2 separate regions of the Ovis aries genome follow, and region 1 is linked to region 2. A link is a contact called in public Hi-C data. All regions are on one chromosome and are shown on one strand. The core of a region is the stretch at or near the end of the contact, and the rest is flanking DNA. Distances in the headings are between cores, read along the strand shown. Region 1 overlaps IGF1R (insulin like growth factor 1 receptor). Region 2 has its middle 36 kb from the start of SYNM.

Region 1 (6,045 bases), core at 3,484-5,983, 390 kb after region 2:
GTGACGGGCTACGTGAAGATCCGCCACTCCCACGCCTTGGTCTCCTTGTCCTTCCTGAAGAACCTGCGCCAGATCCTAGGGGAGGAGCAGCTAGAGGGGTAAGAGCTCCGCGTTGCAGCAGCTGATGCTCTCTCGCCGCCACATTCGCACGCTGCCTTTAAGGTTTTCTCGTTAAAAAGAAGCAGCCGTGCTCGCAGTGGGGGCACCCTGCGTGGGGCTGCCTCCTCAGTCAAGATTCTGTCCATCCTCGTACCTGGGTCCTGACCCATCCAGGGATGGGTGTCTACCTGTGGCTGCCAAAGCAGCAGACGGGGACGCGGCGGGGACCAAAAGCTCCGAGAGGGGGGCTGAACAGCTCACCTCTCCATGAAACCATCGTCCCGGGCTCCTTGCCTCCCTCGGGATGCTGTGGTCCACTGCGTAAAAGCCATTCCACCTTTTCAGATGTGTTGGAATGCCAGAAATATGGAGGCGTATGAACAGTTCATTTTGTTACAAAGAAATCTTGATTCACAGAATTGTTGCTATTGATCAGCTCATGGGATTTGCGCTACTGATAGAACGTTTGCCTTCTGCAGAGATGGGCTTTGTGATAAGGGTTTTAGCTTCACCCAAGGCCATCCACCGCTTGAGGAATGAAAATGGGTGCTTCGACCGCTGTGCACACGTGGGCAGCTTCCCTCCCGAATTCCCCCTGGGTGTTCCTTTGCACGTGCGCTTCTCTTCACAGGCTCCCCTTCAAATATAATTCTTGCATTGCTTTAGGCTAATGCTTCGAAATAAAAGGAGACATCCATTAATGAGTTAACTCCTTCTAAAGAGAATTTGGGGAAATAATTTAGGAAAGCGAGAGGTGGGAAGGCCATGGGAAAGGTTGTCTTTGCTGATTTATGTGCCCCGATGGATAAAGTTACCACATAAGGGTTTCCTTACAGCCTTCCTGCTTTTCTCAGACTCACTCTCAGTCAGTCTTAAATTCTTAAAATTCCATCATCTGATATAGCCAAAGAGAGGGGGCAGCACTTCATTCCATCCCTGAAAAGCACACTGTCCTCCCCGCTGGGAACCCTGTTTCTTTAGAAACACGTCTTTTTCCTGGTGAATCCACCGAGGCTGCCGCTGTGCCCAGCCCGATGTCTCAGGTCACCAACATGGCAAGCCGAGGCTCTGCCAGTTTGAGGTGATGGTTATTGTTGGTTGTAGTAAATTTTAAAATGGATTTTAGCACAGCTATTTTCCTTTACCTCCAAGTAGGTTTTTCTGAAAACTGTGGTGGTGGTAAGCACCTTTTCTTTAGCCTATTGATCCCTGCAAGTTTTCCTTCTGCTTGAGGATACACTTTTTCCCCCAGGTTGAGCAAGTGATATAGATAGAGGGGAGAGCTAGCAGGAGAGTTCAATTAATTTTTATTAGGAATTATTACATGACATGATTACCTGTCAGTTGTGTGTTAACTAAAAGTATTAGGCACTCAAGTGTAGCTGAAATTAAAGTGTGATTTTTATTTGCAAAAATATTTATGACGTATTTCTTATTATCTGAATCTTGTGTGTAGCCTGAAGCCCCAGTGGGGTCTTCTTACAGATAGATGCATATCATCTTTTAGGTGTGTGGGCCACTTCCAGGCTCAGCGAAGCTTCAGGCCTCGCTTGATCTTCGTACTTTATTTGTCAGGGGATGGCAGTGGTGAGCCTGCTGATCGTCAGTAGCCCTGGTAGCCCTGAGGAGACTGAGCGTCCAGCCGTGGATTTCTTCCTGCCGTTGCTGGGGGCCTCTCTCTCTAGCTGGAGCACTTGGGAACCGAGCTTCTCTTCACAAGAGCTGTGTTCCTTTGACTGCCTTCCTCACCCATGACCAAAATGGTCTGGGGAACCTTGCTTGTGATGAGTGCCCCTGCGTCTGGCTTTGGATCGGGTGTGACCAGTAGCAACTCAATTCTGTATTTCTCCTCCTCAGACTTAGGAAGGAGGTTAGGTCCAGCCTCTTCACCTGCTCCTCTCACTCCTATAGGAAGAGTCACACAGATACAGAGAACAAATGCGGGGTTACCAGCAGGGGAGGGGGAAAGGGGTGGGGAGTATAAGGATAGGCGATTAGGAGGTACAAACTATTACGTATAAAATGAGCTACAGGAATAAAATGTACAACACAGAGAACATAGCTGATCTTTTAGAATAACTACAAATGGACTATAACCTGTAAAAACTGTGGGGATTTCCATGGTGGTCCAGTGGTTAGGAATACAGGGGATGCAGTTTTGATCCCTGGTCACGGAATTAAGATCCCACAAGCCACGTGGTGTGGCCAAAAAAGTGAACCGTAAAAACTATGAATCACTATATGTACACCTAAAACTACAAAGAATGCACAGTAAACTTTAAAAAGAGCCAATCTTCCACTCAAACCTTAAAAAAGAAGGGAAAGGAAGAGTCAATGAATGCCAGCAGTGCTGAGTGAACTTTGCAGAGAGCCACAGGGAAAGAAAAGGAGCATGCCATGGGCATCACAAAGAGTCCGATTTCTGATGAAGAAAGATCAGACAGGCTTCTGAGAAGAGGTGGCTTTGGAGACGGCCTTGGGGGGTTTCCGGAAACGCTCAGAGAGCAGAGGGTGAAGAAAGGCGTTTCAGGCCAGCAGCAGCAGAGGCAACGAGCTGGGGCGTCCTGGGACCTGTTTGGCAAAAAATGCTGGAGAGGTAGGTGGCATTAGGATTACGTAAGCTGCTATGCATCCAGGTGTGGAGGTTCTAATTTGGATAGGCAGTGGAGCCTACTCAGGACGTTTGAGTTACCCGAGTGTTAGTAGAACCTTTCACTTCCATGTGCTTTTGCTGTAAGCCAGGATGACTTTTACCCCAGGGGTTCCCACACTTTGCAATATATAAGAGTCATCAGGGGCTTTTAAGGAATCCTGATGTGCAAGCTGTAGTCCATCCCAATTCATTCAGAACCTTTAAGGGTGGGATCCAAGCATCAGTGCTTTTCTAAAGATTGCCAGGTAATTTCAGTGTGTGGCCAAATTGGAAACCGCTGCTTTACCCCTTTATTTCTTCTTCTCATAAGCATGTCCCCAAACTTTGATTTTTTGCCTAGATATTTTCTTGTCCCACTGTTGTCTTAAAGTATGATTTTTCTTATACCTCTCATGACCAAATAAGTGCTTCCACTTGGTCCACTGGGAAGAAAGTTTTACAGCCTTTTGTTTTGATGCTGGACAGACAGATTGGTAGTACATACATCCTTTTTATGTCTCACCCTTTGCTTTCCAAACTGCAACTGAGACCTGTCCCCAAATGTCTCCTGAGTAGCCCAGACTACAAAGTCAAGTCCAGAATGTGAAATTCAAGAGCGTTACCTGGAGTAGACCTCTTATTCCTCACTCAGAGTGAGCTGATTCTAGAATCTGACGTCCAGGACCGTGATGGACACGGCAAAATCACATGGGAACAGGTGGCAGGGCTGCTTGTCTCTGGATAAAGGGGCCAGACAACATAGGCAGTCTAAAGTTAAGCCAGCAGAATTCAGGTGGCCAGCACTTCCTTGAGGACATCACTCTGTGTAAGGTGGTGTGTTTCTGGAGCCTTAGACATGAAGACCAAAGTTCTGCTGTTTTGGAAGGAAGTGAATTTTGGAATACACATGTACAAGATTTCTATGAAATGGCTAATTTGTAAGCCCTTGAAAAAGAAGATATTTCTGTTATCTGAAAAAATTTTGAACAACCCTGTTTTGTGATAGCATCAGATAAATGAGTTAAAATCTCAGATTTGTTGGTGCCACCTAGGATAGTCGCCCTGAAAAGAATAAGAGTTAGACGGAGGTGGTGGGTTATAAGGATCGGAGTCTTGGATGCAGTCAGGCGTCTCTACTCAAGTCTCTACCACTCGGCTTTGCAACGCTCTGTGCTTTGTCCTATCTTCTTGCAACTCTAAGATTAGGTTGCAACATGGCTGTACTTTAACACGTCTTTGGCACTTCCAAAAAATGTACACTCAGTCGTGTGACTCAGCAGTTCCAGGATCTACCCCAGTATCTACCCAAGAGAAACGAAAACATGCCCCCACAAGACTCATAGGCGTATTATTCATGATACCATCCCCCCTCGCCCCACAGCAAATAAAAGCCCCACTGGAAGCAGTCCAAATGTCCATCAGCAGATGAGTGGATAAATAAAACGTGGCGCAATGGGCTCCTGCCCAACAATAGTGTCACAACAGGAGTGAACCTCAGAAACATCAGGTTCAGTGAAAAAAAGCCAGACACGAGAGACTCCACGTTGTAGATTCCATTAATGGGTGATTTCTGGAAAAGGGAAAACTGTGGAGACAGAAAGCCGTGAAGGGCTGGGGGTGGAATCAGAGGTTGAGCACCACTGGGAACGAAGAGCTTTGGAAGTGCTGAGAGCGAGGAGGGGTGGAGAGGCTCCGACACTGCCTCGTGGGGATGGCTGCACCCCTGTGTGAGTTTACTGAGCTCCGGAACTGTAAAAGCTTACAATGACTGGATTTTTTGGGTAGATAAATTATACCTCAGTAAAGCTGTTTTTAAAACACTCAAAGAGGAAACATTTTTAGAGTATCTGTTTGGTTCTAGAGACACGTGAATATAAATTCCTACCCTTGCTGAACCCCTGAGGCTGGTGTAAATATTGAACTTCGGAGGAGATTTGGACGTAGTCGAAAGCAGTCTGTTGCAAACGACGGATTAGAGGCAGCCTCTGTGCAAAGACCAAGCCCTCCATCGGCTGCGGAGTGCTGGAGACAGCCTCCATGTGCTGGGTTCTGATGCCCCCTAGAGACCGCAGGGAAGAGGCTGCGGTTTTTTTCTCTGAGAAATAAAGGGAATGGTGATTGCTTTTTTCCAGTCTGTCAGTGAAGTTTGGAAACGGGGAGAGTGTTCATTCCTGCCCCGCCCTCCCCCCAGCCCCATCTGTCCCAGCTGGGGAGAAGCTGAAGAAATGCTTTGCCTAGAGTTGCTGCCTAGTAAGACTGGAGATGACGCTCCAGCCCTGGACCTGGCGTTGTCTTCTAAGTACGAGGAGAATCCCCAGCGCTGTACCTTCCTCTGCTTCCTGGTCCTTCCTGCCCTTCATCTGAGCAGGCGGGGAGGTGGTGGTGGTGACAACTCAGAGGAAAGAGAGCCCTGAGACTGGGGCCATACAGAAAACAGGCGTACAGTATGCGCTGGGCATGTAGAATGTTGATGCAGGTAATATGTGGATGTCTTCAAGGAGATAACCTCCCATGGGGGCCCCCCCTCCAAGCATAGGAACAAACATTTTTTGCAACGATTAAGAAGAGCTAAGGACAGGACACTAACACAGATAAAATCCAGGCACCACGGAGTCTGCGTAAGGGACAGAAAAATAACCAGATAGTTTTTAAAAATACATTTTGAATGTGAAGGCAGTCATCTTAGAAACAATTAGGAAATCACATTTATGGAACAATTGAGTTAAACAGCCAGTTCCTTTAGGAAACAATAAAATCTAAGTGTGTTTATGTGAGTGTTGAAGATGTGCAGACAAGTTTCTGCCTTTTCCTACCTCTTAATCCTCACCTGATCTTGGCAGGAATGTGAGGGCAGTGGGGCGCCAGCTGTGGCTGGGAAAACAAGAACAGTATTGACGGGCAGCTCGTGAATGGCTTGGTTATTATTGTGAGGAGGGTTTTATTTTTATTTTCTGTCGCTTACTCCAGCTCCATAACGACCGGGTTTTATTGATATTGGTATCCTGGCTCCAGGCCTTCTCAGTGTTGTTAAAAAATGTTTATGTTTACTGTAGAAAGATAATCTCGCTTTTCAAAGTGATTAATCACATACACAGAATTTCAGTGTGCCTGCCATTCATTTGTCAAATTCCTGATTTATAATTCATGCTCCCTCCCCTGGGGAGAAGATGTTTTGTTCAGAAGGTATTTTCGGTCGGGTTATGTTCCCTGCTAGTGAAATTAGTTTACTAAAATAAAAGCCTCATCTTAGGTTGAGTCAGAAGTTTGACCTGGGTAATTGGCCTTTACTCCCGGCTCAGAGGTTTCTGCACCAA
Region 2 (6,018 bases), core at 391-2,890:
AGATGAAGCTTTGTAACATGTCTGTAACTAGTGCAAAACAAATTAATTTATTGCAGGTAGGTTCCTAACAGCGGAACAGGGGAAACTTGGTTACACGTCCACCCTTCCAGCAGGTACACTGGAACTGACTCTTTCTCCTGTGGGAATCTGAAGGCAAGACAAGGGCTCCTGACCCCAAGAAGAAAGGAGCAAGGTATTCTCCCATCTCCTCTAGGAACCCACAGAAGCAAAAGACATAGGCATTAGGCACAAGATGAGGATCTGGTTATTCCATATTCTTTTGTTATTCTCCAAATATTCTTGGCCCTACATTCACAAGAGTGGGGGCATTGGGGGGAGGGGCATGGGAGTTAGGCATGGGGTCCATCCTCATGTGCTTCCCAGCCCCTGGTGACCGAGAGTACAGAGGTGGGCCTCAGCCAGCAGGGGTCAAGAGGCCAGCCAACTCTAGGCAATCGTTATTCGTTAGATCATGGTAACCAGCCACTGGGGCTCCCCAAACATTGACTAATGAAAACACAATAGTCCAGTGGCCAGCCCAGCTCTGATCAGTCAGATGTCCCCTCTGACTGGTTGGTACCTGTGCCTTCTGGGTTATTCAATATTTTCACAGTTACCCCGTCCATGGGCAAGGAAGACGCTAACAGGTCCCAGTCATCCATGTGCATGAACTCATTAATTTTCATACAGCTTCCCTCTGTAGGGAAGGAACTGTTAACATGCCCCATTTCACAGGTGAGGAAACTGAGGCTCCAATTACATTATTTGAGATCAGTTAACCAGCTAGATAGGGAGGATTCTCCTCTGGGAGGCACGATTCCAGGCTGACTCGCTCATCTTTGTGTTCCCTGGCACGGAGGGAGCGCTCAGTAAACAGTTCCCGGGTGAATGAACAAAAGAGTAGATGGCTGGATGGTTGTCCAAGGGCCCACACTACATCTCATGGTGATGCCTTCTCGGGGAATAAGGGCCCTTTTGATTTCTCATATTTTGCCTCCTCTTCCAGCCCCTGATAACTGAGCAGCCCAGAACAAAGCAGGCTGGCAGGGGAGCCAAGCTCACATAGCGCCCTGCCCTGGGCTAAGAACGATATGCCTCCTTCGCCACTATGGCCTCCACTCAAGCCCCCATCACCCCTGAGGTTCCCGTCACCCTGCCACAAAGGGTGCGGCATCAGCTCTGTCCTCACCAGCTGGGTGTCCTGGACCAAGTCTCTGAGTCTCCACTTCCTCATCTGTAAAATCGGACAAATAATACAGCCTACTGTGCAGACGGGATGAGCCCAGGTTTCCCTGGGGTTCAGCATGGTGATCCTGACAAAATAGCTGCAATTTCAGGAAATGTCTCGCAGGATGTGTGTAGGGGGTTCCCTGTGCCAGTCTCTCTACTTTTGAGTTTTTGGAAGTTTCCTACTATTTTTTAAATAAAGGGACCCATACGAGTACCGCAAGGACGCATTAGGACTTATTTCTAAGGGAAAAGGAGGTGGACATCCCCGAGGGCTCCGGCATGTCTGGAAGGGCTGGAGAGGGTGGGGCATGGAACCCTGCAGAAAAGCCACTGTTTCCTCCCTGAGCCCAAGAGGTTTGCCAAGCTCTCCGCAAACAGAAGTCCTGCCTCGAGGTTCCAAGCTGAATCCACTAAACCAACAATGAAAGCCCCATTGTTGGGAATCCAGAAAAGCAAAGGGTGTGATAATGAGAATGTCCTCATTCATCTCTTATCCCGCCTGGGTTTAAAACGCGTTCTTTCATCCCCACCCACTTCCCCAAGCCACGGCTCTCAGACCCCTCCTCTGCGACCCACAGGACCCCGCCATCACCTCCTGCAGGCATGACTTTCTCCTTGGTTCTTTTTTGACCCCAAACATTCACTCCCTTTCTGGGCTCCGTCCCGTCTCTGCTGGCCCGGATGGCGCTTGACAGGACTTGCAGGAGGCGCTGGGCTGGCATGTAGTGCTCTTCATTCTTTCCGAGGTGATGATAGGATTGCAGTTGGCCCCATGACTTGCCTTGTGACACAGGGTTAGCTATGTAACTTGTTTTTGCTGATAAAACATGAGTGAAGATGAAGCGTGTCACTTCCAGGCAGGAGCTTTAAGAGCCAGCACACCGCGAGCCAAGCTCTTCCCCTCGGTCGTGCAGCTGGTAGCATCAGCTGCAGCTCCTCTGCTGACCTGTGTCCTGGAATGAGGCTGACTGACGCGGGGCGGAGCCCCCAGACGCCAACAGTGGGATGAGCATGACTGGGAGATAAATCCTTTTTCTTTTGTGCCCCTGAGGTTTGGGGACTGCTTGTTACCAAGGCGGGACCTGTCCGGAACTGACTGATGCAGAGTGGGCAGGCGACTGGAAGAAGAGCACAGGTCACGGCTAAAGGCTGACGACTGAGCCTCCCCTCCAGGAGCTTGTGAGATACAGCAGCAACGGTGGACAGCAGAGCAGCACAGCCTCACAGGGGGGCCTCTTCAACAGCTGTCACCGCCCTGGTAGAAAGACTTCAGAGGAGACAACGTGGACACTGACTGAACATGGTTGGGCTGTGAGACAGGCTGGCTTCATTTTATCTTACCTCTACCAGCTGAGGTCACTGTCCCCTCCCTGCCCTTGGGGTTTGCTCCCAGGCTCACATCAGTCCCCACCCACCCCCACCACCAGGCAGGAACTTGGCTAATCCTTTAAGATCCCAGATCATGATTGAAACTGTGTTAGCCACTCCTGCCCAACTCTTTGTGACCCCCATGGATTGCAGCCCACTAGGCTCCTCTGTCCATGGGATTCTCCAGGCAAGAATGCTGGAGAGGGTTGCCATTCCCTTCTCCAGGGGATCTTCCTGACCCAGGGATTGAACCCAGGTCTCCTGCATTGCAGGCGGGATTCTTTACCAGCTGAGCCACCAGGGAAGCCTGATTCAAGCACATGTATTGCACTATTTATCCAAGAGTTGATCCAGTCCTCTTTCTACCCATGCCTTCCACCTCTCATGTAATGAATATATAAATTTTCAAATGCTTTTGGTCTGCATTTTTATAAATTCACATAGAGAAAGATGCCGAAATTCTAAGTGTACAATTTAGCAAATTATCAGCAGCCCACGACTCCTATAATTATCGTTCAGTTGCCATGCCCTCCACCAGGGGATCTTCCTGATCTAGGGATCTGAGGCATGGATTCTTTACTGGCTGAGCCACCTGGGAGCCCTTGGTAAGTTCTTGCAGGACGCTACATGGTTGTAACTTCCAGCTGAGGCCCAGAAGTCCATGGAGGCTGTATTCCTCAGTAATGAGCACAAAACCAGTTACATGACTCTCAAAACTGGGAGCCACTTGAGAGTCTAGAAGGACTGAGCTACTGGATATCAGAGATCTGTAAAGAAGGTCTCTTTGGAGAAGACTGAGCTGACAGTACCCACACCCACCCAAGAAGGGGGAAGTGCAGCTGCTGCTTCCTTCCTTTCATCAAGAGAGACAGGCTTCCAAGAGACCATGTGGCGTGCTTGACATGAGTCCCTTGCCATAAAGGGGACCCAGTGGACTGACTGCTCAGGAAATCTTGAGCACAAGAAATCAAACTCTGGTAGGATTGTTTAATTAATGATCTATCCTTGGAAAAACTACCTAGACCAAGGACTAAGTTCAGCACAGTGCCTGGCACACACAGGGTGCTCTCTGTCCACCATAGTGGTCTTGGTGATTATTCTTGCCCATGGATGTGAGGCTTGGTAAAGGGGTAAACCCCTCCAGGAGAAGGTTTCACTGCTTCATGACTGCTTATTGGATAATCTGGGGCTGGGTCTTGGTTCTTGAACTTCCCTGGTGGCTCAGACGGTAAAGTGTCTGCCTGCAATGTGGGAGACCCAGGTTCGATCGTCAGGTCGAGACGATCCCCTGGAGAAGGAAATGGCAACCCACTCCAGTACTCTTGCTTGGAAAATTCCATGGATGGAGGAGACTGGTAGGCTATAGCCCATGGGGTTGCAAAGAGTCGGACATGACTGAGAGACTTCTCTCTCACTCTTTGTTAGTTCTCGGAGAGCTGTCATTACAAGCACAGCCGGGGCACTCTGTGAGATCTGAAGGGAACAGATCTAGACATCTCTTCAACAACCCATCTCTGCCTCTAAACATCCTCCCCCTCCATCTTTGTAAGTTCCATCATTCATCTTCCTTTGGGTATTACTCTAAAAGCTGCTCTTGACCGTAGAGGACACAGCACACTGACCTGCGGATGGGTTAGTGCCCTGGATTGCTCTGGGCTATGGATACCTGCCCAGAGCAGGTATTTTCTTTCGGGCTGCCTGGCACCTTACCTCCTTCCTTCCCATGGTGGGGGTGCCCCACCACGGGAACCTCAGTCGACAGGGCACAGGCAGGGCTGTGCTGGAGGGAGAGTCACCAGCCCACCAGAGCCGAGATTCCTAAACTCTCAGGAGTCTTTTGAGTGTTAAATAGTTGTCAGAAATCAGTCATGGTAGGAATTTTGACACCACAGAAGTCAGCAAGTTACCACAGATCAGAGTTTTTCCCACTGGAGAAGAGACTGTTAAAAATTTACCAACCCGTCGCTAGGCACTAAGTGCATCACCAAGGCTGAACCAGTTGATCCCATCTGAGGCTCTGAATCTGGAGAAAGTGACCTGAGATGAAAGCACAAGACAGAACCCCCTTCCTGCAGCAGCCTCTGGCCACAGCAGGAGCATCTTCTTGGAGGTGGCAGTGCTCAGGGAGCCCTGGCATGACCTAGCCCAGGTCTTCCTTCCGCCTGATTTCCTTCGTTTCTGCCCAACTTCCAAGCCTCTTTCCCCTGCCTTCCCATCAATTCCAAGAGTTTTCCTTTCCTGCTAAGTGAACCAGAGTCAGTTCCTCCCAAGGGGTCTGTCAGGTATAGATGGCTAATCATCTATACACAGAGGTCCTCAAAGGAGGAGAAGCAACTTTCATTTATGGAGTACCTACTGTGTGCCAAGCAGCAGCTATCTAACAACTAAAAATGCCATTAATTCTTCTGTGGATTGTTCCACTGTCATGAATTGATACTAATCTATTGATAAATATTCGAACTCCACAATGGGTAAAGTGCTGCAAAGAAACTATGGGATATACTGACAAAGCTGAACAATCTGTACCGCCCCTTCTGGAATTCACGGTTTAGCTGGTGACATTGGTATGTGCTCACGAGGCTGAATATCTGTCTGGACACAAGTTCTCACTTGTAAGGAGTATGGGGAGTTGTAACTTCCAATTCTGGGGATCAGGGGAGGCTTTCTGGAGAAAGTGGGGTTTGAGCAGAGCCTCCACCATGGCCACCTCTGTGTGTGTGTGTGAAGAATGTTATTTCCTTTATCCATTTCTTTTTTTTTTCCAAAAGTCAAATAGTTTTCTACTGGAAAATCCCATACATTCATTTCCAGAAAGGGTTCAGCAACATACAGAGGACATAACCTGTGAAGGGAGCCACCTGCAGCCCCACTAGCCCCAGGTGACCACACGGAGCAGTGCCACCAACGCCCTTCAGCCCAGCTGCACAACCCTGCTCTGCGTGCTGTTGTGCAACCAGCTGTTTTCACTCAACAATATGTCATGGACGTTTTTCCATGCCAATTAGTCCCAATCTGCATCATATTTAAGTGGCTGGAGAGTATTCCCTTATATGGATGTACTCTAAATTAATCAAATCCCCATTGATAAACATTCAGTGTTTCGGGCAAGGGCAGGGAGTCAGGAGCCCCATAGTCCAAGCACACATCTTGGCTCTGCCACTGACCAGCTGGCTGTTCTTGAGAGGAAAACTGACCTCTGACTGCAGGTTCCCTTTCTATAAAACAGGGGTATTAAGAATACCCACTGCAGGGAAGTGTCATGAGTAGGTATTTGTCAAACTTTGTAACAGTTTCCAGCACATAGTAGATGCTCAGTTAGAACCAACTGTTGTTGCCATCACATGGTGGGGTTGTGACCGCCATCACCTGTGCTGCCCTGCTTAATCACTCAGTCCTGTCTGACTCTTTGCAACCCCATGG

The links. Hi-C and Micro-C count contacts between places; a contact is called where the count stands out from the background.
Region 1: a Hi-C map of hypothalamus shows a contact between it and region 2, with 4 times the contacts expected there. The contact joins two enhancer-like sites. A contact is called at or near these places in 7 of 16 Hi-C or Micro-C datasets (hypothalamus, mesenteric adipose tissue, muscle and 3 more).

Annotation. Positions count from the first base shown.
Region 1 is chr18:7,445,773-7,451,817 of ARS-UI_Ramb_v3.0, forward strand. IGF1R (insulin like growth factor 1 receptor) reads left to right here. Exons shown (of 21, transcript XM_027957015.2): 5 at 1-98. Among named protein-coding and RNA genes, the nearest start is that of PGPEP1L, 130 kb to the right of the region's middle. Within about 2 kb of position 4,734, at least 24 of the 54 cell types and tissues checked have an H3K27ac peak or open chromatin away from gene starts, as enhancers often do. A contact at or near this core is called in hypothalamus, where this site is marked.
Region 2 is chr18:7,063,106-7,069,123 of ARS-UI_Ramb_v3.0, forward strand. No RefSeq gene overlaps it. Among named protein-coding and RNA genes, the nearest start is that of SYNM, 36 kb to the left of the region's middle. Within about 2 kb of position 1,641, at least 10 of the 54 cell types and tissues checked have an H3K27ac peak or open chromatin away from gene starts, as enhancers often do. A contact at or near this core is called in hypothalamus, where this site is marked.